7 separate regions of the Mus musculus genome follow, and regions 1, 2, 3, 4, 5 and 6 are each linked to region 7. Evidence: chromatin contacts called from public HiChIP or PLAC-seq and promoter capture Hi-C data. All regions are on one chromosome and are shown on one strand. Each heading gives the region's core, a stretch centred on a gene start, on an enhancer-like site or on the middle of the called end of the contact. The rest is flanking DNA. Distances are from core to core; before and after follow the strand shown. Region 1 holds the start of Arl4d (ADP-ribosylation factor-like 4D). Region 2 holds the start of Eftud2 (elongation factor Tu GTP binding domain containing 2). Region 3 holds the start of C1ql1 (complement component 1, q subcomponent-like 1). Region 4 holds the start of Higd1b (HIG1 domain family, member 1B). Region 5 holds the start of Kif18b (kinesin family member 18B). Region 6 holds the start of Etv4 (ets variant 4). Region 7 holds the start of Ubtf (upstream binding transcription factor, RNA polymerase I).

Region 1 (3,309 bases), core at 472-2,971, 650 kb after region 7:
TTCGGGTCACCGTCTCTTCTTGCTCGACCGAGGTGCCTTCTTCCTCTTCAGGATCATTTCATACAAATGTTCCAGGCCTGGCTGCAGGCCCAGCCCGTCCACAGCACTGCAGCCCTGCACATGGGTGAGCGTGGCAGCTGCCAGCTCTCGGACCGCCAGCCTCTTCTCCACCTCGGCTGCACTCAGTGCCCCCGGTTGGTCCTGCTTGTTGGCCAGCACCAGCACTGGCACCCCCTGGTTGTCGGAAGCCTTGCTGATCCGGTGTAACTCCATTCTGGCTTCCTCTAACCTCTCAGTCTCTGCAGAGTCCACCACAAACACCAGTCCATCTGTCCGGCGGGTGTAGGAGCGCCACAGTGGCCGAAGCTTCTCCTGACCCCCAACATCCCACACTTGGAAAGTGATCCCACGGGAACCCCCCAGGGGCACGCGGATCTTCTCAGTATTAAAGCCCTTGGTGGGGACGCTCTGGACAAACTCCTTGAACTTGAGACGGTAAAGAAGGGAAGTCTTCCCCGCGGAATCCAACCCAATGACGACGACATGCAGGGCCTGGAAGTGCGGCAGAAAGGACGAGGCTGTAGGGGCCATTTCAGTCAAGTGGTTCCCCATGGTGAGCTAGGGTGCAGGGTGGACCTCAGGAGTAGGTCTGGGACTCCAGCAGAGGCCAAGAAGAGGAGACCTTAAAACGGCAGGTAGCACAAGCTGGGGTGTCTAAACAAGGCCAAAAAAGAAACGAGAAAGGTTTAGAATAAACGAATTTGCAACTTTTGGGTCCTTCCCCTAAACCTGCACCCTACCCTTCTAAATATTCCTTTTATTAAAACAAGGTTTGCCCCAGCAGTGGTGGAGCACACCTTTAATCCCAGCACTTGGGAGGCAGAGGCAGGTGGATTTCTGAGTTCGAGGCCAGCCTGGTCTACAGAGTGAGTTCCAGGACAGCCAGGGCTACACAGAGAAACCCTGTCTAGAAAAACAAAAAAGAAAAAAAAAAAGATTTTTAAGTGCCTCTTTTTCCAAAGTAAAGAAAAAATATTTTGTGCGTGTGTGTAAGCCACTCACAGCTTGAGTGTTAAAGTCAGGACAACTTACAAGAGTATGTGGGTCTCAGGAACCAATTAGGGTCCTCATGTTTTAGGGTAGGCGCTTTTAAACCATCTCCAATGCCTTTCTCCTTCCCCTCTTCTTAAAAATAAAAAATAAAAAAAGTAGCTACAGGTGTAACAAGGCGTGCTCCTGTCCCAGGGACTCCTAGGAGAGGCCCTGAGGTCAGAGAAACTCTCGGGCACTAGGATCTTCGAGGGTGCGGATCTTGCAGGCAAGATCCGAAGTAAGGTCGTTTCCCTGCACCCCTCTCCGAGATTGAGAGAAAGCAGAAGCTGTGCTCTCCACTCCCCAGAGGAGAAATCTCGCATGAAGGAGGCGGTCGGGCAGTGTGCCCAAAGTAAGAGCACCGATGTGGGTCGGGCTCCCACAAGCACCGCATACCCACAACGGTGGCACGCCCCTGCGGGCGCTTTGACCACCACCACACGGCCCTGCAACTCTCCAGCCAGCGGTCGACGCCCGCTCCCCTAAGCCCCGCAAGCCGGCGCCTTTGCATGGTCCAGACACCCTCCTTTACCTTCAGCCAGCCGCACTCTCCGCGAGCCACGCCAACCAGACACCGACTCGTCGCGTCTCAGCCACAGCGGACTTTGCAGTGCCGCTGCTCCGGTTCCTCGTTAAAAACCCTCTCGTGACGTCACACGACGCGGCCCAATCAGCGTCCCGGAGGCGGGGACTGAGCCAGCCTCTGCAGCCCCAGCCTGGAAATGGAGAGCTCGTTCTATCCGGAACCGCTTTATTTTAATCTTTTCTACCTTATTCAGTATTTGGAACAGAGCCTGGAACTCATTAGGGCTGGGAGGTGGGACAGACTAAAGGAACAGGCGTGGCTGCGCCTGACGAGAGCATGGAACGGAATGTCTAATAATGACACTACCCCATCCACTTGCCCTCAATCCGGCTGCCCCCCCCCCATACTTTCCTTCCACCTAAAGATCTGCTCGAAGAGATTCTGACATGTTTTCGTATCTTACCTCATTCAGTAGTACTCATTCAAGTCACTGTCTTCATCTAGTTTGCAAAGCAGTATTTACCTGGAGCTCTGATACAGCTGATTCATAATACTAAGCCCATTTAATGTATATAGGAGTACGGGGACGCTGACACACCAGAAGAGGGCATCGGATCCCCTTACAGATGGTTGTGAGCCACCATGTGGTTGCTGGGAAATGGATTCAGGACCTCTGCAAGGGCAGCAGTGCTCAGTGTCAGTTAAGCCAGTGGGTCAGTATATGCCCATGTGTTCAGTAGGAAATGTCAGATCTCCTGGAACCAGAATTAGAGACAGTGGTGACTGCCTCATATGGGTGCTGGGAACCGAACCTGGGTCCGCTGGAAGAGTAATAAGTGCTCTTAACCACTGAGCCATTGCTTCAAGGGATAAGGGGGTGGGGGGAGTATTTTTTGAGACAGGGTCTTTCTATATAACCCTAGCTATCCTGGAACTCACTATGTAGACTAGGGTGGCCTCATACACAAAATAATCCACCTGCCTCTGCCTTTAAGATTAAAGGCATGAAACCAGGCAGTGGTAGTGCATGCCTTTAATCTTGGGAGGCAGTGGCAGGCAGATTTCTGTGTTCGAGGCCATCCTGATCTACAGAGTGAGTTCCAGTACAGCCAGGGCCACACAGAGAAACCATCTCGGGAAAAAAAAAGGAAAAAAAAGGATTAAAGGCATGAGCCATCATATCCAGCTATATTTGGTTTTTTTGTGTGTGTGTTTTGAGATAGGAATCTCATTATGTAGCTCAGGCTATCCTGGACATCCTAACAATCTTTGGGCCTCAGCTTCCTGCATATAGAGCATGGAGGACCCCATTACCTCACAGTAGCATGTTAGGGACTGTTGTCTGTTTCTTACAGGTACAGAAAGCTGCAGATGGATAAAAGACTTAGTTATGATCACATTTAGGTCATATGTGGCTGAGCAAGATCTGTCTGAATTCAGTGCCAGGATGCTCACTGCTTGGCAATAGTCTTCTCATGGGGAGACTCTGGGGCGAGGCAGTCTTACGTTAGACAGCCAGCATTACACAGTGAGATGCTGTCTAAAAAGCACGATAAAAGAGACTTTAAAAGACAAAGTTCAACTGGGCATAACCACAGAGTGTTATCCCAGGTACTCTGGAGGCTGAGGCAGGAGACAAGACATGGATAACCTCTCTAGGCTAGATCATGAGTTCAAGGCCAGCACGAGCA
Region 2 (2,974 bases), core at 391-2,890, 560 kb before region 7:
CAAGGGCAGCCTGCAGCTCTTTCTCCAGGGCCTTGAAGTTGATTACATCGTTCTTCTCCATGGCTAAGGCCTGGGAAGGCAAGAAGAATGCATGTCAGCAGAGCTTAAGTCTTCAGGGTAAAGATGATGCCCTGGGATTCATTGCCAGAATGTGAAATGACCCAAAGCAATCTGATACTTAACCTGGAGTGTTATAAAAATCTAGTTTCTTCCTTTACAGGTAAAATGGAATTGCGTGATGAAAATGTATTCCAGGCTTCTCACTGAGAACAAAACAGAAAGGTTTCCCGTTTGAAGTCTTGACTTTGCTCTCTGCTTCTAACAATATTTTAGACACTAAGGGCTGGATCAGCGGTAGGATTTTGCCTTGTGAATGCAAATGCCTTGGGTTTGATCCCCAGCAAAACACAAAACCACAACACACACACACACCTATTAATTCAGGTGTTTCATCTGAGGAGGCAATTTGGAGTTCAGATTTCTGACTCTTCATTCTTTCACATAGGATTTCTCTATATCAGTTTATTACCATAAAGGAACAGAGCGGGGGAGGGGGGGAGAGGGGAGGACAGACACAGATACAGAGAGAGACAGAGAGGTTTCTTTTATTATCTACTCCAGCTCAAGGACAAAATTTCACACTTCACTAAATGTCTTTAATGAAGAAAAAAAAATCACCTCAACCAAAAGCAATGACAAAGCAGGAAGTTGAGAAGTGTCAGAAGGAGAAAACTCAGTAGCCTCCATCCCCAAATCCCTGAGCAGCACAGAGCGGCAGGCAAATGTGTGCTGTGTGGGCATTATCTCCAGTCCTACCACTGAAGTCCTGCCGCCTCCCGGTATGTGTCTGATGGGGCTGTTTTCATAGGAAGCTATGTGTTCCGGTCTGGCTTCTGACATTTACTTATGATACCTCTTTCCACCTCAGAATCCTGGTGAGCTGGAGCCATAGTTCACTCATGATCAGCCCTAGGGCAGGAAATGAGCTGGTCCGCAAGCAAATCCACAGCCATCCCAACCATGATGGGAAATGGAACGCCGAGAAGTGGGCTGTGTTACTCAGCCAACAATTGTACTCAAGAGTCTCATACCCTAAGCAATATTTTGGGGGGTGAGGAGATCTCGCTGTGCCTAGTTTGCTCTCTCCAAAACTTCTGAGCTCATCATGATCTAGGCTCAGCCTCTAAGCAATAGAGACGATAGACTCTCGCTACCCGACCCATTTCTCTGTCGAGTTCTAAGCCTTCTCCAATTATAGAATGACTAGAGCAATCCCCTTTACTGTCCCTAAACCCTCACCCAGTCTTGGACTCCCTGCTTTCTCTCGAGAAACCCCGGATCTGGTAGAACACCTTAGTGCATCGCCCTCGCAACAGAGATTGTTGCCTAGCAACGGCGCCACCAGTCTGCCCACGTGACCGGCCCGAAGGCCCTCCTTTCAGGCTGTCCTAAGGCGCCTGATCAGAATCCTCCGGCCTTGCTTTTTTTGTGGAGAAGTCCACGCTTCGTTTTGAGGACCAACAAGTTGGCCTTTCCCATTTCTGTCTCCGGGGCCAGAATTTCTCGAAGCTGTTCCTTAGGCAGAGCTGTCCTCCGAGGCGAGGCGGTCCGGCGACGCGCTCGGGGTCCTTCCTAGCGCCGGGCGCCGGCGTTGTCGCGGCGTGCGGCGGAAGCGCGGGCTCAGGCGGCGGACCGGGGCACTCGGCTGAGCATTCGGCGGGTGAGCTGGCCGGGAAGGGTCCTTTCGGGGCTTGGGGAACGAGCGAAACATGAGCTTGGGAAGAGGCGATTTATATAGTACTTATCCCTTTCGCTTAACGAACGCGTAAATTGAATTCTGGCGTGGGAAAGAGAATGAAAGACCCCAACGCACGCACACACCGTCGATTCCGGGGTTTCCGCGGTCCCCAACGTGGTTAAGATCCTGTCCCTTAGTAGAGGTGGCGCTGTAAAGACCCAGGCCCCTGCCACTCCCCCTTCCATCGGTGCCTGCTTCACCGCCAGACTGTCTCCATCTTCAAACTATTCTGCATCCGAGCTGACTGTGATGGCGAGTGCCTAATTTTTGCGCTCTGGAGATGCAGACAGAAATATTGGTGCAGGTTCAAGGCTAAGTAGCGGGTCTGGTTCAAAAAGCCAAAACCAGAAAAGATTCCAGCATTCCTTTGAGATTCTGCGTTGCAGTGGGAAGATGCAGTTTTGGTTATTTAGAGTAGCTTTACTTAAACTAAGCATATCACTAATTCACTCCCCTACCCAAAGCCACCCTCGAAAAACAAAACTAGCAAAACGTATTGAGGGCCTATTTTGTCCCAGGCACTGTTGTCGTTTTGCTCCTATTTTATTATTAACATTTATCAGTAGCGGGCACACACACATGTTCCCTAAGTACTACTCAGGCATAACCTTGACTTTACTTAGGCGAGGGGTGTAACTCGGTGGAGAAGTGTTTAGTAGAGTGTGAGGCCCAGGATTCGATCTTAAGCACCCAGCCACACACTAAGAGATTAGTGTAAGGGTGGCCTGGCAAGTATATGTGGAGTGACAAATAGGTGACATTAAAGGAAAAGGGTGAGTTAAATGAATTAAGAAGGTATACATAGCCAGAGGACAATGGGAATGACAATTATCCTGGGGGCAGAGATGAGTTTGGCTTGTTCAGTAAACAACCTTCTTTAAAAATTTGTGATGGTAATCTTGGGAGAAGACAATGAACATAATTGTGGTTGCCTCTTAGAAATAAAAACAGTAGGTATACTGTAAGAAATACCAGAATTTCAGAACAAAACATTCCACTCCCTTAGCTTTACTGAGTGTCTTTTTGTGCAAGGTGCTGTCAGGGGCATTGGTGCGTGAACACAAAGGAGCATGGGGATTCACGTGCTCAAGAAGGTCAAGTTTTGTTATGACCAACATTTGTTACTTGTTGCTTTTTGAGACAGGGTCTCTCAGGATGTATGTAGGATCATGGGTA
Region 3 (2,933 bases), core at 178-2,677, 630 kb before region 7:
TGGTGGGCTTTATATCTAGATTGATGTAAAGATCAAATGTGACCATACATACAAAGCATCCAACGCAGTTTGTCTTAGCTCCCTCCTCCTTGGTGATGGATGTCATGCTGACCCGGGTTAGTATTTGGAAAGTCCTCTCTGGCAGCGTCCCGCCCACCCCCACTTCTACCATTGGTTATTCTGGCATCTCAGTTTTAGGTAGGGATAATCAGGGAATCAAATGGACAGTGGGAGGTCGGCGGTGGGAGTGTGAACTGGGAGGAGTCTTGCAGGCAAAAAGAATGAGTCTGGAGTGTTGTTGTTTATCGTGGCCAGAGGCCTCAGAAAGACACAGCCCTCCTCCTCGGATAAAGGAGGGTGAAGGAGGAACACAGCTTGAGCTGGGACTCACAGAATATGACAAATATGTTGATGGAAGCAGACACATTTCAGTTTATGCAACCTAAACATTTTCCTGCACTAGAAGAACGTGATGGGGTAAGAGTTAGGGGGGTCCCCTAAGGGGCTAGGAGAGATCAACCCCCCTCTTTCTGGGGAGTGCTAGAAAACGCAGAACCACCTAGGACTGGTTAACACTAAGAGATGACATGGGAGGGGTACTTCATTTTCTCAGGGTCCGTATTTCCCACTTGTCTAGCTAGTAGCTCAGATCAGAAAAGGCCTCATGGAAGAGGCCACAGGTAGAGGCAGCCTAGAAGATATCCCCTGGGGCAGTGGAAAAGAAGGGGCTGAAGACGCTGCCACCTGGGAGAGAATGCCCCTGAAGTAGTTAGAATCAGATAAAAAGTCAGGCTGCTATTAGAATTCAGAGATTCCCTCTGGGCACCCTAAAAGCAAAGGATCCAGACGGGTTATCTGGATGCTAGGCCTGGGTGCCTATGGAACGCCCCTCCCCAGTATTCCTTCCAGGCTTTAGCCCTCATCCTCTTTCTTGTTCTACTCTCTTGTTCCTCACTCTGTAACCCTCCACCCCCTGCAACATCTCTTTGTCCCCTGCAGACAGGGGGCAATGTTGCATCCTTCGACCTCCTGCAGGTGGTGGTCCTTTGCCCCTCTGTCACGATTTTCCTCGGAACTGACCCACGGAACATCTATCTCAATGCCACGCTGAGCTCTCTGCCTCTCCTTGTGGCTCCTCCTTCCGCTTGCCCTTTGGTCCTACTCATTCCTGACTCTAGCCCCTTCCCCATTCTGAGCCTCAATCTCCAGCTCCCTCCGTGATGCCCACCACTCTCATAGCCCCGCCCCTCCCTGCCCCTCCCACCTTGAGGCTTCCGCGGCCCAATTAGGCGCCTGCCCCGCCCGCAGCCCCACCCCTCGCCCTCTCCGAGCCCCGCGGAGCGGGTGGGCGGGGCCCAACGGAGGAGGCAGTGGCCCCAGCCAGGGAAGGCGGGAGGAGCTAGGCGCTAGGCGGGAGGCCGCGTTCAGTCGGGCAGCGCAGCGGGAGGGAAGCACGAGGCCGGAGCCGGCTGCTGGGCTCCGCAGCGCAAGCAGCGCAGCGCGGCGCCCGGGCCCCGGCCCCATGCCCGCAGCCCCGCCGGACCGCCCTTGAGCGCGGGCGTCGCGCCCGCGCCCCTTACCCGCCGGCATCATTGCCCCGACGGCGCGGCCGGGTGGCCCGGCTCTCCCAAGGCTCCGCGCCGGCCGGAAGACCCTGCTGGCTGCCGCCGCGGGCGTGGTGATGCTGCTCGTGCTGGTGGTGCTCATCCCGGTGCTGGTGAGCTCCGGCGGCCCGGACGGCCACTATGAGATGCTGGGCACCTGCCGCATGGTGTGCGACCCCTATCCCGCGCGGGGCCCCGGCGCCGGCGCGCGGTCCGACGGCGGCGACGCTCTGAGCGAGCAGAGCGGTGCGCCTCCGCCCTCCACGCTGGTGCAGGGCCCCCAGGGGAAGCCGGGCCGCACGGGCAAGCCGGGCCCTCCGGGGCCTCCAGGAGACCGGGGCCCTCCAGGTCCTGTGGGGCCGCCTGGGGAGAAGGGTGAACCAGGCAAGCCTGGTCCTCCTGGCCTGCCGGGTTCGGGAGGCAGCGGCGCCATCAGCACGGCCACCTATACCACGGTGCCACGCGTGGCCTTCTACGCCGGCCTCAAGAACCCTCATGAGGGTTACGAGGTGCTCAAGTTTGACGACGTGGTCACCAACCTAGGCAACAACTACGATGCGGCCAGCGGCAAGTTTACATGCAACATTCCTGGCACCTACTTTTTCACCTACCACGTCCTCATGCGCGGCGGCGACGGCACCAGTATGTGGGCAGACCTCTGCAAGAACGGCCAGGTGGGCCATGAGGGGGCGTGGGGCTGACCTGGGGGCAGGGCTCCCAGGGAGCCCCCAGGAGAATGCGTATTGGATCAGAGTCGACAGGCACACCGGGCAGGCGTAGGTGGAGACCCTAAAGCGGCCCCCTTAACTATCATGTGAAGAATGGTTGTAATTAGCGGGCACCCCTGAGTCTTCAACCCTTGGGCTTGAGCTCTTAAGGGAGAGGCTACAGGGCACCCGCGGAGTGGAAATGCGTAAAGATAAATCCAACTAGTCAGATCACAGGGCTCTAGGGCGCACGAACTGGTCCGTAGGGGTTTGGCCCGTGGGAGACTGATTCAGGCTGATTTCTCTTGAGAGCTAAGATTCAAGCTGACGCCGACTGGCTTTAAGGGAACAGCAAGGATGCTCTAGGGCAAGGATAAGGAGAAGCAGTCTCCGCGCCGGAGGGCGCTAAGACGAGTGGCTGTGCGCTCAGGAGAAGAAGGAGGAGGGCTGCAGGAAATGTTTTGCGCACAAAGGCAGAGGGAGTTCGTTGCCCAATAGCCTTAACTGCAGTACATCCCTGGCCCTAGAGAAGGGACCATCGAGCTGAACGAACACCCTTTGCAACCCCCCTGGAATGCTCCACCTTTTCCCAGAGTAACAGAGCTATCCTGCGCCTCCCGGG
Region 4 (3,013 bases), core at 12-2,511, 520 kb before region 7:
GATGACCCTTCCCCATATGCTGGTAGTTCGTTGTCATGACTACACTGCCGCCACCTCCACCCACTCCTGGCTTCCACCTTTTTGTATACATTTTCATATTCTAGCGCCTGGAAGGAAAACTGAGGCAATCCCAGGTTGCAAAAATGACCCCCTATCCGGAGGCTGCTGTTAGCACCTTGTTGCCCGGTGCCACCACCACCCATCCAGACTCTTTAATTGTACTGTTCCTTGTGTAGTGGGTGGACCACTTGAGTTCTCTGACCAGTGCCTCATTCTTTAAAAGGAACAAGAGACGTGAAGTCCCAGAGAGGAGGCCTCCACCCCAACCCTGTTCTTCCCCTACTCACCTATAGGCACCAGTGGAGACTCCCTGGTCTTCCTTAGGAACTTCTTGGACAGGTTGTCCTCACCCTCAGGTGGCACCCACCAGCCCTTGTTAGCAGACATGATCCTGGATCCAGATGTTAACAGCTGTGTGCCTAGGCTTTAGCCCACTTCTAGAAGAGGATAGCCCACAATAAGGACTCTGACTTTTAGTCTTCAGGTCCTGACCATGTCCAGCACAACCTGCACTTGAAAAGATACCCCTCTGGGTGTTCTCTTGCAAGGGTTTGGGCTGCTCGAAGCTACCGTCCTCGTGTCCGTGACATCTGCCTCTCCTCTGGTTCATCTGACTTTACTGTTCCGCTTGCTTCCTGCTCTCGGTTTGCATCCCGATGGGTGTGATCCTCTGGCCAAGAAAAACAGCTGGAAAAATCCAGAGTAGACTGGAACAGTCTTTGAATCTTGGGGCCCTCTTGGTCATGGATCTGTTGATAGTTGCTCCTAAGGGAGCTACAGAGCACGATCTGGCTCTGGGGATCCAGAGCTGTCCCTGACAGACGCAACACTGGTTAACCAGACCACTAGAGCAGATGCAAATGGCAAGACATTGATATATTTTGCACCTAAGACTAAAGGAACAAATTCTGGTCCTCAAACTGCTTGCCAACTTCTGCCTCCTTCCTGACCTCCTTACAAACCCCTAAAAATGTCTCTTCTGATCATAGCTACAGTCCCAGTCCTCAGAGGAGGGGTACAGTAGGAAGCCCTCTGAGGCCAATCCCAGGATAAAGACTGAGCCAGCTCCTTCAGCATGCCCGTGCTTACCGTACTCGATAGATGGCTAGAAAGTGGAGAATGAACAGCCAGACCAAGGCTCAGCATCCGCTGCTTTGAATCAATAAAAAGCCAATGCCAGAGTTGTCACTATGGGGTCAGGGAAGCAGTGTCTTTGAAGTTATGACAGCAGGAAGGAGAGAGAACGGCATCAGTCTTAAATGCACACACCACACACACACACACACACACACACACACACACACACTGAGCACCACACACACACTGAGCACCACACACACACACACACACACACACACACACACACACACACACACTGAGCTCCAGAGGTAGCAAAGTAAGGTTAGACCTGATAGAGGAGAGACCTTAACTGCTATAAGCCCGTTGGTGCACATGTGAACACTGCTGTGGAGGACTAGAGAAGCAAAGATGGACGGGACTCCTGGGTCCTCCCCCACGTTAAACTCCTATGAGCGATGTGGAGTCTAAGATGTTTCAGTTGTAGGGCTTTCTGACCTTAGTCTTGATCCCCTTCAGAACTGTACCTGGAACCTCAGCTACTTAGGAAGCTGAGATGAGAGGGTTGCAGATTTAAAGGTAGCCTGGCTAGAGTGAGTTCAGGACTAGCCTGGACAATTTATGAGACTGTCTCAAAAAAATAGGTGTGTTGGTGCACACCTTAATGCCAGATCTCAGGAAGCAGAAAGCAAGTGAGTTGCTGTGAGTTCCACGCCAGCCAGGGCAACATACCCACTGTCTCAAAAAATAATAAACCCAGATGGTGGTAGTGCATGCTTTTAATCCCAACACTCATAGGCAGAGGCAGGTGGACCGCTGAGTTCGAGGCCAGCCTGATCTACAGAGAGAGTTCCAGGATAGTAAAGGCTACACAGAGAAAAATGTTGAAAAGAGGTGAGGAAGGCTTAGGGTACAGCTCAGGGGTAACGTACTTAGCCAGTGGGCAGCCCTAGGTTCAGCCCCAGTTGGAAGGAGTTCGGAGAATCAAAGGATCTTTTTGTTGTTTTCGTCTAAGACAGGGTCTCAATGTACAGTCTTGACTGGCTTGGAACTCATTGTGTAGACCAGGTTGGCCTACAACTCACAGTGATCCACTTGCCTCTGCCTCCCAAATGCTGCCCCACCACACCCAGCAGGGATCGGGGACTTTTCTCAGTGGTTTGCAACAACTGGAATACTGCTTACTCCGTCTTCCTGACAGACACAAGTGTGAATCTGCCTAGACCAGGTATTTTGTCAGTCACAGAAGAAGGTTCTGTGCTTCTGAGAGAGCAAATTACTTGTCCAAAGATGCATAGCTAATAATAAGTCGTGCTGTCATGATCTGTCCCATGTCTGGCTGCCTCCAGGGGACTGACTGATCAGAAACCCTTTATTGAGACTGAAGCATGGATGGTCCATCCTGGCATCCCTGACTAGAAGAAGCTGCAGCTGTTGTTTAGCCCGTGGGGACAGAGCAGGATGCACTGAGAAGGGCCCCTTCCTCCCAGGCCTTAGTCCCTTCTGTACATCACGTAGCCTCTCTGCGCATGCATATGTGCGCGTGTGTTCCCAGAGGGGCCTTTTTGGCACTAGAAAGATGTCCAGCAGCTGATGTCCCTCTTTTCTCTCCCTGACGCTCACTGCTCTATGAAGAGGCTCAAGGTCACACCAAATCCCCAGGGCCTGCACATATCCCCAGTGTCCATGAGAACTCTCCTCTCAGATGTTCACACACACGCACATGCACACGCGCGCACACACACACCCTCCTGTGTTGCCTCTTCAGAGCCCCAGCCTGGCCTGAGTTCTCAAGAGATGCAGGGTGTAAGCTACAGGAAGGGACATGGAAGTACCTGGGTGAGGTAAGACAGGGATCATGATCAAATTCAAATCG
Region 5 (3,041 bases), core at 170-2,669, 610 kb before region 7:
GTTATTAATTCTCTTCTCCCCCACCTCTGTCCCTTTTCAGGAACTCCCTATAGTTCAGGCTGATCTAGTATTTACCATGTACATGAAGCTGGCTTTGAACTTGTAACATTTTCCCTCTCCTGCCTTGGCATGTATCACAATCCCCACCTGTGATAAATATCTAAGTTTTTCCTATAGACTGGGAGCTCTGTATATCACATATCACTGTAACCTCTGAACCTGTCATAACAATCGTTGAATGAATCTGAGAACACCTAGTGCCATTTTATTGAACATCTACAAGGTGCGTTATTCACATTACGTTTTTTTTTTTTTTTTTAATTTTTACTTATGGGGATTTAGCTCAGTGGTAAAGAAAAGGCCTTGGGGGCTAGAGAGATGGCTCAGCGGTTAAGAGCACTGACTGCTCTTCCAGAGGTCCTGAGTTCAATTCCCAGCAACCACATAGTAGCTCACGACCATCTGTAATGCTCTCTTATGGTGTGTCTGAAGAGAGCAACAGTGTACTCATATACATTAAAAAATAAATAAATAAAATGAAAGACCAAGCAAACTTCACTCACTCAAAAGAAAAGGCCTTGGGTTTGGTTCTCAGCTTGGGGTGTGTGTGTGTGTGGGGACGTTTAGGGCGCAAAAAAACAAAACAAAACAAAAACAAAAACAAAAAAACCAGATTTACAGTAAGCGAGGAGGGAACTTCTTTACCAGGAAGCTATCATTAAACAACTGTTCCTTTTGGAGACGGAGAAGGCAAGAGTATTCAGTGTTCTTGTATCTTTGTACTAACCCTAACTTCATGTAATTTTGTTGTTTTTGTCCTCACTAAACTAAGTGTGGTGAATAAATAATTTGAGTCAAGTTATCCAGTATTAAATGACTCTACTAGCTTGTTCACAGTTGTGGTGAAAGAAACCCTACAGTAACCTTTACATGCCCCAGACTTGCTCACAACGCCACCATGAGGACAGTTTACTTGAGAGAGAGATCGAGTAAAGTTCTCATGTAGCTCAGGCTGGCCTGGAACGCTCTACCTGGAGGGTGGCTGGTTTCGAACTCAAATAGATCCGCCAGCCTTTGCCTTCTGCGTGATGGGATTAAAGGCACGAGCCACTCTGAATTGGAGGGTGCCTATTTAAGCCACAAAAGCAGGTTTTAAATTCTGTCGAATGTGTGGTCGCTGTAACCGCTGCTGAACTCAGCCCACAGACCACAGAGACGGGGCAGGCCCCCTGGTTACACTGCTAGAGACTCGATTCTGGTGGCAATTCCGCTCCGTCCGGTTTGATTTGGCCAAAGAAACCCAAGGCGCGCAAGAGAACTAGTGCGCAAGCGCACCCCCGGCTGTCTTTGTTACTTAGGAAACAGCCAATCAGCGAGCCGGGCGGTGACCAATGAGAAGCGCGGATGAGCGGACCGGCTAGTTTGAACGCGCCGCGCCGGAAGAAGGTTGGTTCGGTGGAATCGGGTGTGGGGGAGCTCTCTCCTGAATCCGAGGGCTCCTGTCCGAGGCGGAGGGACGCGTAAGCGACCCCCGACACCAGCACCGGGAACCGACGAGAGGTAGGCTTTGGTCGACGGTGGGGCGGCCCCGCGGGCTCGGTGCAGAGCTGTCGTTTGCGCGGGCTCGCTGCAGTTGTCTGGAACCCGAATCAGCACTTGTTTGGGCAGGTCAGGGACGAGTAGGAGGGCACTTCCTTTACACCGAGAATGCAGCCGATCGTGATCTCTGCGTCCCACGGTCCGGGGCCCATATTAAGTCCTCTCATGTATACCCGGTCCTTTGAAAGGTGCACCCGGCTCCGTAGCAGCTACCCCTCCTCGTGTGGGAGGTGGAATTGGGTCTTTCTACAGGTCAGAATTGGAGATCTGGGACGCCCGGCAGGAGAGAATGGGAGAACCACTCCGCTCCTCTTGTCAGAGCTGATTACGCGGCTGTGTGTGTACCGAGGGAGGCAGCTTGGTTACTGGGACACTCCTAAACACTGGCGAGCATGAAAGAAAACCAGGCCTCTATTAGTACCAGGATGATCGAGTCTTTTAGCCTTGGACATTTGAGCTACTGTGACAAGTACAAGGTAGAGCCTGTTTTGTGCCAAAGAACTTAAAATACTGGTTTGTGTTGGTTTTGGTGGTTCAGTGCATCATAGGGAAATGATGTATCATATAACTTTACCAGCGGTGTCTAATATTTGTTGGGCACTTAAAAACCGAATGCCATTCAAGCTTAACACAAACCTGGTGAGACAGATAATTAAAAAATATTACAATTTGCATGTTGAGAAACGGAGGCACAGAGTGTAGTTAAGCTTGACTTGGGAGGACATATATAATTTTACTTTTGTGGATGAGCTTTTTGTTGTTAACAGCGCTTCCTTCAATGTCCCTATCCTATTTCTTCCATGCCTATTTCATTATGGAACCATGCCCTCTGCCAGTCAGGATTTTAAGGCATCTCATTCTCCATTACTTTGTTTTTATCTAATTTCGCTCCATTTGTACCTTTTTTTCTCTCATGGTCTAGAGATCAAACCTAGCCCTAATACCTTTTTTTTAAAAAAAAGTATAGAAGCATCATATTATTAGAGACATTTGCAAAGCTTTTCTCTTATCTAGTGACACAGCAACTGAAATTATCATAATATTGTATAAACTATATTCTCTCTCCACAAACAGTTAAGTTATAAATACAAACTAGGCATAGTAAAATAATCCCAGCCCCTGAGAGAGAGGCAGAGGAGAAGAGTCTCTGAGTTTAAGGCCAGTTGTATTGAGACTCTTTCAAAACACCACACACACACACACACACACACACACACACACACAAATACAAATGAAAAATTGAATTCACACTTGGGAATTTAAAACAAAAATACACTGAAGTCAGTTAAATAGATCATAATTATAGTTAAAAGAGAGCTGGCATGGGGTTAGGGGTGTGAGCTAGTGGCAAATGCTTCCCTGGTATGCACTGAGGCCTGAGTTTAGTTCTCAGCACCCTCACCACGGTCCTCCCAAAATAGAAGCTATAGAAATTTTTAGTT
Region 6 (3,069 bases), core at 355-2,854, 530 kb after region 7:
CCTCCCCCACTTCTCCTGGTCTAGGAACTCACACCCCTCCCTAAACTGGCTCCATCCGCCCCAAGCCGGGATTTGCTTGGGCTTGCCTGTCTTTCCTTGGGCAGGGTGCCTGCAAAACTCCATTACTTAGCTTTTTATTGTAGCTGTTCACCTGACAGGCATTTTGTGCAACTCTTGAGTGCGAGCGAGGCTCAAGGAAGGAGTCCTCCTCTGGGCCCCCGCAGAGATCCCCATAACTATATAGGGATTTCTCTAACAGGGAAGAGAATGAAAGATACCTCACCATATATATGGACTGACCCAGGCTCTCATGAAAAGGGGGGTCCCTAGAGGAGAGCGGCAGCAGGTTCAAACTTTAAAGAACAGTTTGGTAGGTAAAGGGGAGGAGTTTGTGTGGCAGAAAGAGCCCAGTTCAGGTGCCAGGGGGTTAAGGTTTTTGTCCCTTCTCTGACTCCTACAGGCTGGAAGAGATTGCATGCACCTTTTCTTTCTCAGAAGTACTGTTTGGTTAGACAGATGAACTTTGAAAGCAGCCCTGTGGGCCTGTGGGTCCTTGTGACGGCATCTAAAGCAACCCAGATCCCAAGGGAGGTAGTCTTTCTCACACTTGCTTGGCGCCCAGCACCATGTCTGACACAGCAGATATTTACTGAAGGCAGTGATGCTCGAATGACAAACACTAAGATCAACCTCTTGGACAAAATTGGAACCCATCCTGTCTTTTGATCACCAAGTCACTTGGGATTTCTGCTTCCTATCATAAGGAGTAAGATGGCAGCGAGAGAGACATCCTTGAGCCTCTTGTTGGCAAAGCCTCGAATGAATGATAAAGCGGGTCACAGAATAAGCAACTCTACAGATCACAGACCCGTGAGAAAGCCGGTTTGAGCCAGTTTACATTTACTGAGCACCAACTGTGCCTCCATTTGTTTTCAAGTAGCTCGGGGTCTCAGAGGGCTGCACAGAAGACCTTGGTGGCTTTGAAACGCTAATGCCCCTCAGTGACAAGCTGAGTTACCTCAGGTGAGGAGGCCATGGTGTCTTTCTTAGCTTTCTTCCATTTTCATTTGTAAAGTAAAATGGAAACCGCTCCGCAGCACCACGTTATGGGAAGGAAATTAGCACGTGGAGGCAGAGCGCTTCATAAATGCTAGTTATTATGGTTCCTCTGGGCGCACAAGTCCGTTTGCCTCCCCCTCCCCCCAGGGCACACAGACGTGTTCACACTCCCACGTAAGTATAGATGCACAGAGGCGTGAGCTAACGCCAGCGGAAGGAGCTCAGGGGTCCTTAGACCCAAAACCCAGGTTGGAACCCGTGGAGAAGCTGCCGGGTCTTCAGCTTCCGTCTTTTTTTCTCAATTCTTTATGAATGAACTAAAGCCGAAAGGAGTTTATTTTTTTATGAATGGAAGTCCAAAAAGTGAATGAAGCCAGGAGCCAGCCCCTACTTTCTGATTGGTCTTCGTGGCTGGGAAACTCCTCCCTCAAGCTCAGCTAGCCGAGTCTGAGGATTGGCGGGCGTGCCCGGCCCTGGGGTTTCATTCACAAAAGTCAATGAAACAAAGGGAACCGGTGGGGAGGGGCGGGGGAAGAGCGAGAACGGAGGCCAAGGCAAAGGAAATGCACCAATCAGCTGCTCCCCCGGGCTCACAACTGTCTGCTGCGCCCGGAAAACAAGCCGGGGCTCTGGGGACCCGGGGCTCAGGCCGCCTCGCTCCGGCCTAGCCCCGCCACCTTAGTTGTGTCATCCCCCGGGCATGCTGAGCATCCCCCCGCGGCTCCGGCACAGACGCCCGGACCTCAGGTGAAGCTGCGGAAGGGGAAGGAAGGGAGAGTGTCTGTGATTTCCCCGCTTCATCTCCCACACACCACACTCTCTCTGTTCGGCGCCCGCTTCCGCACATTCCGGGGCGGGGGTGGGAGGCGTCGGGATTCGAGGCTGGAGGGGGCGCCTGAGTTATGGGCGTGCGAATGGTGTGCGCCGCGCGCGCGCGCCCACATACACACACACACACTCACACACGCGCGCACACACACACGCACACACACGTCTTATGTAACCCAGTTCGGGCTGAGCAGGGCTGCAGAAAGCAGACACACCAACCCCAGCTCAAGGGAGCAGGTGGGACCTCCTTTGGCGGGAGAGGAGTGGCGGTGGAGGCGCTCGGCCGCGCAGGTCCCAGCGAGTCGGAGAAGTTTCGCTGTCCGATCCAAAGCCTCGCGATCGCCCCCTCCCCCCCGCAGCGCTCCCGGGACCGTGTGCGAACTGCCTCCCCCCTCCCAGGTCTCTGCCTCCGCGCGGGGGCCCGGCCCTGTGGCCGGAGGGAGCGGCCGGATGGAGCGGAGGATGAAAGGCGGATACTTGGACCAGCGAGTGCCCTACACCTTCTGCAGCGTGAGCGCCGCGCCGGCCTCCACGCCCGCCCCCGCCCCGCACCCCGCCCCTACTCGCCCCGCAGCCCCCTCCCGGGGGGTCTCAGTGGGTCCAGGACCGCCTGGCCCCTGAGCCACCCCGGGACCCCACCCCCAACCCCAAGCTAGACTCCTCAGGGTGATTCGGGGGCATTCTTCCCCCCTCCTTCCAGCAGAAATCTCCCGGAAATGGGAGCTTGGGCGAAGCGCTGATGGTCCCGCAGGGAAAGCTCATGGACCCGGGCTCCCTGCCGCCTTCCGACTCAGAAGGTAAAGAAACAGACAAACTGCGACCCCTCTGCTTAATCCACGTACATCCATCCCAAAGCCTTATCCTGGACTTCCCCAACCCACGTTTCCCCAAAAGTCAAACCACTCATTCTTCTCCGTCCCTTATCACCAGTGGGGAGGCTGTAACCCGGGCTCGCCAGGTCTCTTCCCCATATTATCGCCACCTCTTCACCAATCCAATATTCACCCATCAGATCTCTTCCAGGACCTCAGTCACTTCCAAGAGACGTGGCTCGCAGAAGGTGAGTAGTTTTGTTTCCTTCCTAAAATTAGAAGTGGGACATGGGGGGCGGGGGGTTCTTGTCTGTCTCAAGGAGTCCTTCAACCCCATCTCTCCAGTCCCTAACCATGTCACTCTCCCCGG
Region 7 (3,157 bases), core at 136-2,635:
ACCGGGGTGCGGAGCTCTCTTGTGGGCTCCCCGTCGTCGCCGGGGTGGGGGGACAGCGCCCGCGGCCTGCTTTCTCAGGGCTGGCCAAGCCTTTTTGACAAGCTGATTGCGAGAAGGGGATTGGCTGATCCAGGCGTGACGCCGGTAACAACAAAGGTGGAGTTGGAAGAAATTAGATTAAAGGAAAGGAGGAGAAAAAAAAAAAATTAAAGGGGGAGCTTGCAGGCAACTGGAAGCAGAGACCGAGGGGGAGACGCACGAAGCTCCGTTCCCGGTTCCGACTTCCCCCTTCCAGCTCTTTCGCACAAACGCGCTGGGATTTTGCTCTAAACCCCTACCCCGGTCGCGGCCTAGTTACTGAAGCCCAGGGTAAAGGGATGGCCGTTCCGCTGCTTCTTGAAAAACCTCCCCAACTCCCACTGACACCCTACTACGACACAGGGGTGAACTTTTTGTTCTTAACTCCTCGGATCATACGGCCGGTGAAGATGGGGGACATCGAGAACAACCCAAGACTGGCTCTGAAATCCGGAAGGCCCTCGCCGGGCACCGAGACCCAAACGAGGCGGGGTACTTCCCGGGTATTTTCATACGTTGCAAACCTAGGAGGCTTTTTTTTTTCCCTTTTTCTTTTTTGTAACATTCCCCTTCGCCCCCATCCCGCTTTAGCTTCAGGGTTGCAAAAGCAAAGCAATAAAAAAAAAAAAAAAAAGAGAGAGAGAGAAAACCTGCGCACACAGACACACACCAGTGGCGACAGGGGAGAGTTGGAAAAACGCAGGAGAGGAGGAGGCAGGAGACAGCAAGGATGGAGCAATGGGAGAGGGAGCAGGCAGGATCCCTCACAGATCCCCCTCCGGCCTCAAGCTGCCTTGCCCGCCCCGACAGGAGAGCGAGGAGTCGGGCAAGCAGATGGAGTGGAGCTCGCTCTAGGCAGCTGGCTTGGCCGGAGACTGGAGGAGCCGCCAAGCGACCGGCTGATTGGAAGAGAAACGCAGAGCGATGGAGGCGGGGGTAGGAGGACGATTTCTCTGCGGGGACTGGCGGCGGCGTACACGCCCGGGTCGGGCGCTGCAGAGCTTGGCTAGCTTTCAACCCGCGCTCGGCGGCTCCAGCCCCGCGCACCCCCGCCCCCAGCCCTGCCGGAGGCCCCGCAGGTGAGTGGGAGCTGGGAGCCAAAAAAGAGCTAAATGTCGAAAAACATCTGCCTTGGAAAAAAAAAAAAAAGCAAAAAACATTTTTTTTTTTTTTTTTTACTATTCCTTTTTTTAAAATTTCGTGCAGCCCCCGAGCGGTGGGAGGGAAGGGGTGAGGCTGAGCCGCCCGGAGGAGGCGGAGGGGCCAGGCGAGGCCGGGGCGGCCCGGGAGGCGGCGGCGCCAAGGCGGCTCTGACGGGCGAGCGCTCGGAGCGGCGCTGCGCTGCGCTGCGCCGAGGCGGGCGGGCGGGCGGGCGGAGCGGGGCGGGCGGAGCGCGGCGCGTGGGGCTCGCCATTAGCCGTCGCTCCGCTTCGCCATCTCGGGCTTTGTCTGGAGACTCGCTGCCCGGGCGCCGGCAGCTGCGGAGCTGCGGCTCGGCTCTTCCGCTTGCCGTGCTGCCTGGCGCCCCCGGCCCTCACTAGCACCCACTTGCTCGGTAAGTAAGCCTCGGTGCCGCGGATTTCGGGGGAAAGGGGTTGCTCTCTGGCGGCGCCAATCTCCGTCCTCCACGCGCCCGGGAAGGCCTGGATAGCCATGCCGGGCTGGATTGAACCGGCTCCCAGAGTGACTCTTCCGCTGGGGTCGGCAGCTCCTGGCCGATTCCCGGGTGTGAGGAGGGACGGGAGAGGTTTTTGTTGTTTAGGGGACTAAGAATATATATTTTAAGTTTCACGGGTGTTCTGCGGAGCATAAGGGAACCGAGAGGTAGGCGCCGAAACCTCGCACCGCGATCCGGGAGCGTGAGTCCCAAGCCGGTAGCCACGCTCCGGGGACCAGGGTGGTCGCTAGCCCGCTCCCGGAGGCGGGAGAGAGGAGCAGATGAGGACTAGGCCGGGAAACCGAGCTTAAGCTGGGAGAGCCTGGAAGAGAGCTCCAGAGCAGGGTTGCCGGCACCCGCGAGGCTCGCCGGCCACCCTCTCCACCGCCGCACCTCGGCCCTCCCTTCCTCCCGCGCCGGCCAAGCCTGCTAGTTCCCCCGCGGGGCTGGCGAGGTCGCTTTAGCCGCCCGCTTGCTCGCCCGCCTCGGCTCGCAGCCCCGCCGCCATCCGGGCGGCTGCGTGTCTTCCCTGTCCCGGCCCCCCCCTTCCCCGGCGGCAGCAACAGCAGCAGCCGCCGCCGCCACTACCACCACCCCCCTCCCCTCCTTCCTTGCCTCCGCCTCGGCCGCCCGGGTCCCCCCAGCGCCCGCCCCTCCTCCCAGCTGCCCCCCGCGGAGCCCGCCCGGGCAGGCTGTGGGAGGGAGCGGAGCCGGCGAGGCGGGCGGGCTGGCGCTCGCTCCCCGGGGGTCGGTGTGCGCTCTACGGGGAAGGACGCGCTCGCTGCCCCGCTTCTCCCGCCCCCCCTCCCGCTCCTCCTCCTCCCTTCTCCCTCCTCCCCGCTCCGGCGGCGGAGGCTGCTGCGGCGGCGGGGGGTGTGCGAGCTGAGGCCGGGGCCGGCGGGCGGGCGGGCGGGCTGCCTGCAGGCGGAGGGCGCTGTGCTTTGTGCTTTTCGCCGCGAGGAGCAGCAGGCAGCAGCCACAGCCGCCGCCGCCACAGCAGCAGCAGCAGCCGCCGCCCCAGCGCCGCCGCCGCGCCCGGAGGAGGAGCCGCTGCCGCCGCGGGAGGGAGTTGCGGCTGTGCCCGGCCGAGCGGGGGAGGGCGCCGCGCTCAGAGCCGAGAAGGGAGCCGCCGGAGCGGGGAGCTCAGAGGCCGCGCTGCGCCGGGTAACCGAGGCGGCGGAGGACGTGCGCCGGGGCCGGGGCTAGGGAGCGAGCCGCGGCTGCGGTAGACGCCGAGTGGCGATACCGGGAGAACTGTAGACAAGATGATCAGGGAACGGGGAAGGGCGCCGTGAGCCGGGGGTAGGAAGGGCAGGAAGCGAGGCCCAAGTGAGGCCCCGGGTGGAGGAGCCCGCGTTTCTCCGGCCGACAGGCGCAGTTCTCGCCGGCCGCCGGAGGGGGCGGCGGGGCCGGTGAGCGAAG

What was found. Promoter capture Hi-C pulls out the DNA fragments that hold promoters and counts their contacts. HiChIP or PLAC-seq counts read pairs in DNA pulled down with a chosen protein or histone mark.
Region 1: a contact with region 7 is called in an HNF4G HiChIP or PLAC-seq map of pancreatic cancer cells. The contact joins the promoter of Arl4d here to the promoter of Ubtf in region 7.
Region 2: a contact with region 7 is called in a promoter capture Hi-C map of erythroid cells, with 10 times the contacts expected there. The contact joins the promoter of Eftud2 here to the promoter of Ubtf in region 7. A contact is called at or near these places in 2 of 39 promoter capture datasets (erythroid cells and fetal liver) and 1 of 115 datasets of contacts at active chromatin or transcription factors (pancreatic cancer cells).
Region 3: an HNF4G HiChIP or PLAC-seq map of pancreatic cancer cells shows a contact between it and region 7. The contact joins the promoter of C1ql1 here to the promoter of Ubtf in region 7. A contact is called at or near these places in 1 of 484 Hi-C or Micro-C datasets (embryonic stem cells) and 2 of 115 datasets of contacts at active chromatin or transcription factors (bone marrow-derived macrophages and pancreatic cancer cells).
Region 4: an H3K4me3 HiChIP or PLAC-seq map of bone marrow-derived macrophages shows a contact between it and region 7, with 5 times the contacts expected there. The contact joins the promoter of Higd1b here to the promoter of Ubtf in region 7. A contact is called at or near these places in 2 of 39 promoter capture datasets (cranial neural crest and embryonic stem cells) and 3 of 115 datasets of contacts at active chromatin or transcription factors (bone marrow-derived macrophages, embryonic stem cells and pancreatic cancer cells).
Region 5: a contact with region 7 is called in a FOXA1 HiChIP or PLAC-seq map of pancreatic cancer cells. The contact joins the promoter of Kif18b here to the promoter of Ubtf in region 7.
Region 6: an HNF4G HiChIP or PLAC-seq map of pancreatic cancer cells shows a contact between it and region 7. The contact joins the promoter of Etv4 here to the promoter of Ubtf in region 7. A contact is called at or near these places in 1 of 115 datasets of contacts at active chromatin or transcription factors (pancreatic cancer cells) and 1 of 9 other capture datasets (pancreatic islet).

What each region holds. Positions count from the first base shown.
Region 1 is chr11:101,663,953-101,667,261 of GRCm38.p6, reverse strand. Arl4d (ADP-ribosylation factor-like 4D) reads right to left here and starts at 1,721. Exons shown (of 2, transcript NM_025404.3): 1 at 1,625-1,721; 2 at 1-714. The coding sequence starts at 612. The coding sequence ends at 7.
Region 2 is chr11:102,879,641-102,882,614 of GRCm38.p6, reverse strand. Eftud2 (elongation factor Tu GTP binding domain containing 2) reads left to right here and starts at 1,640. Exons shown (of 28, transcript NM_011431.3): 1 at 1,640-1,720. Ccdc103 (coiled-coil domain containing 103) reads right to left here and starts at 1,391. Exons shown (of 5, transcript NM_028492.3): 1 at 1,300-1,391; 2 at 184-263; 3 at 1-70. The coding sequence starts at 61.
Region 3 is chr11:102,945,210-102,948,142 of GRCm38.p6, reverse strand. It overlaps C1ql1 (complement component 1, q subcomponent-like 1), which reads left to right and starts at 1,427. Exons shown (of 2, transcript NM_011795.3): 1 at 1,427-2,278. The coding sequence starts at 1,682.
Region 4 is chr11:102,834,097-102,837,109 of GRCm38.p6, reverse strand. It overlaps Higd1b (HIG1 domain family, member 1B), which reads right to left and starts at 1,261. Exons shown (of 4, transcript NM_001357580.2): 1 at 1,150-1,261; 2 at 348-497. The coding sequence starts at 447.
Region 5 is chr11:102,923,502-102,926,542 of GRCm38.p6, reverse strand. It overlaps Kif18b (kinesin family member 18B), which reads left to right and starts at 1,419. Exons shown (of 16, transcript NM_197959.2): 1 at 1,419-1,560.
Region 6 is chr11:101,783,845-101,786,913 of GRCm38.p6, reverse strand. It overlaps Etv4 (ets variant 4), which reads left to right and starts at 1,604. Exons shown (of 13, transcript NM_001316365.1): 1 at 1,604-1,806; 2 at 2,287-2,397; 3 at 2,591-2,684; 4 at 2,900-2,947. The coding sequence starts at 2,338. It overlaps Gm39392 (a long non-coding RNA gene), which reads right to left and starts at 1,593. Exons shown (of 3, transcript XR_880221.3): 1 at 1-1,593.
Region 7 is chr11:102,317,324-102,320,480 of GRCm38.p6, reverse strand. It overlaps Ubtf (upstream binding transcription factor, RNA polymerase I), which reads left to right and starts at 1,385. Exons shown (of 21, transcript NM_011551.7): 1 at 1,385-1,633.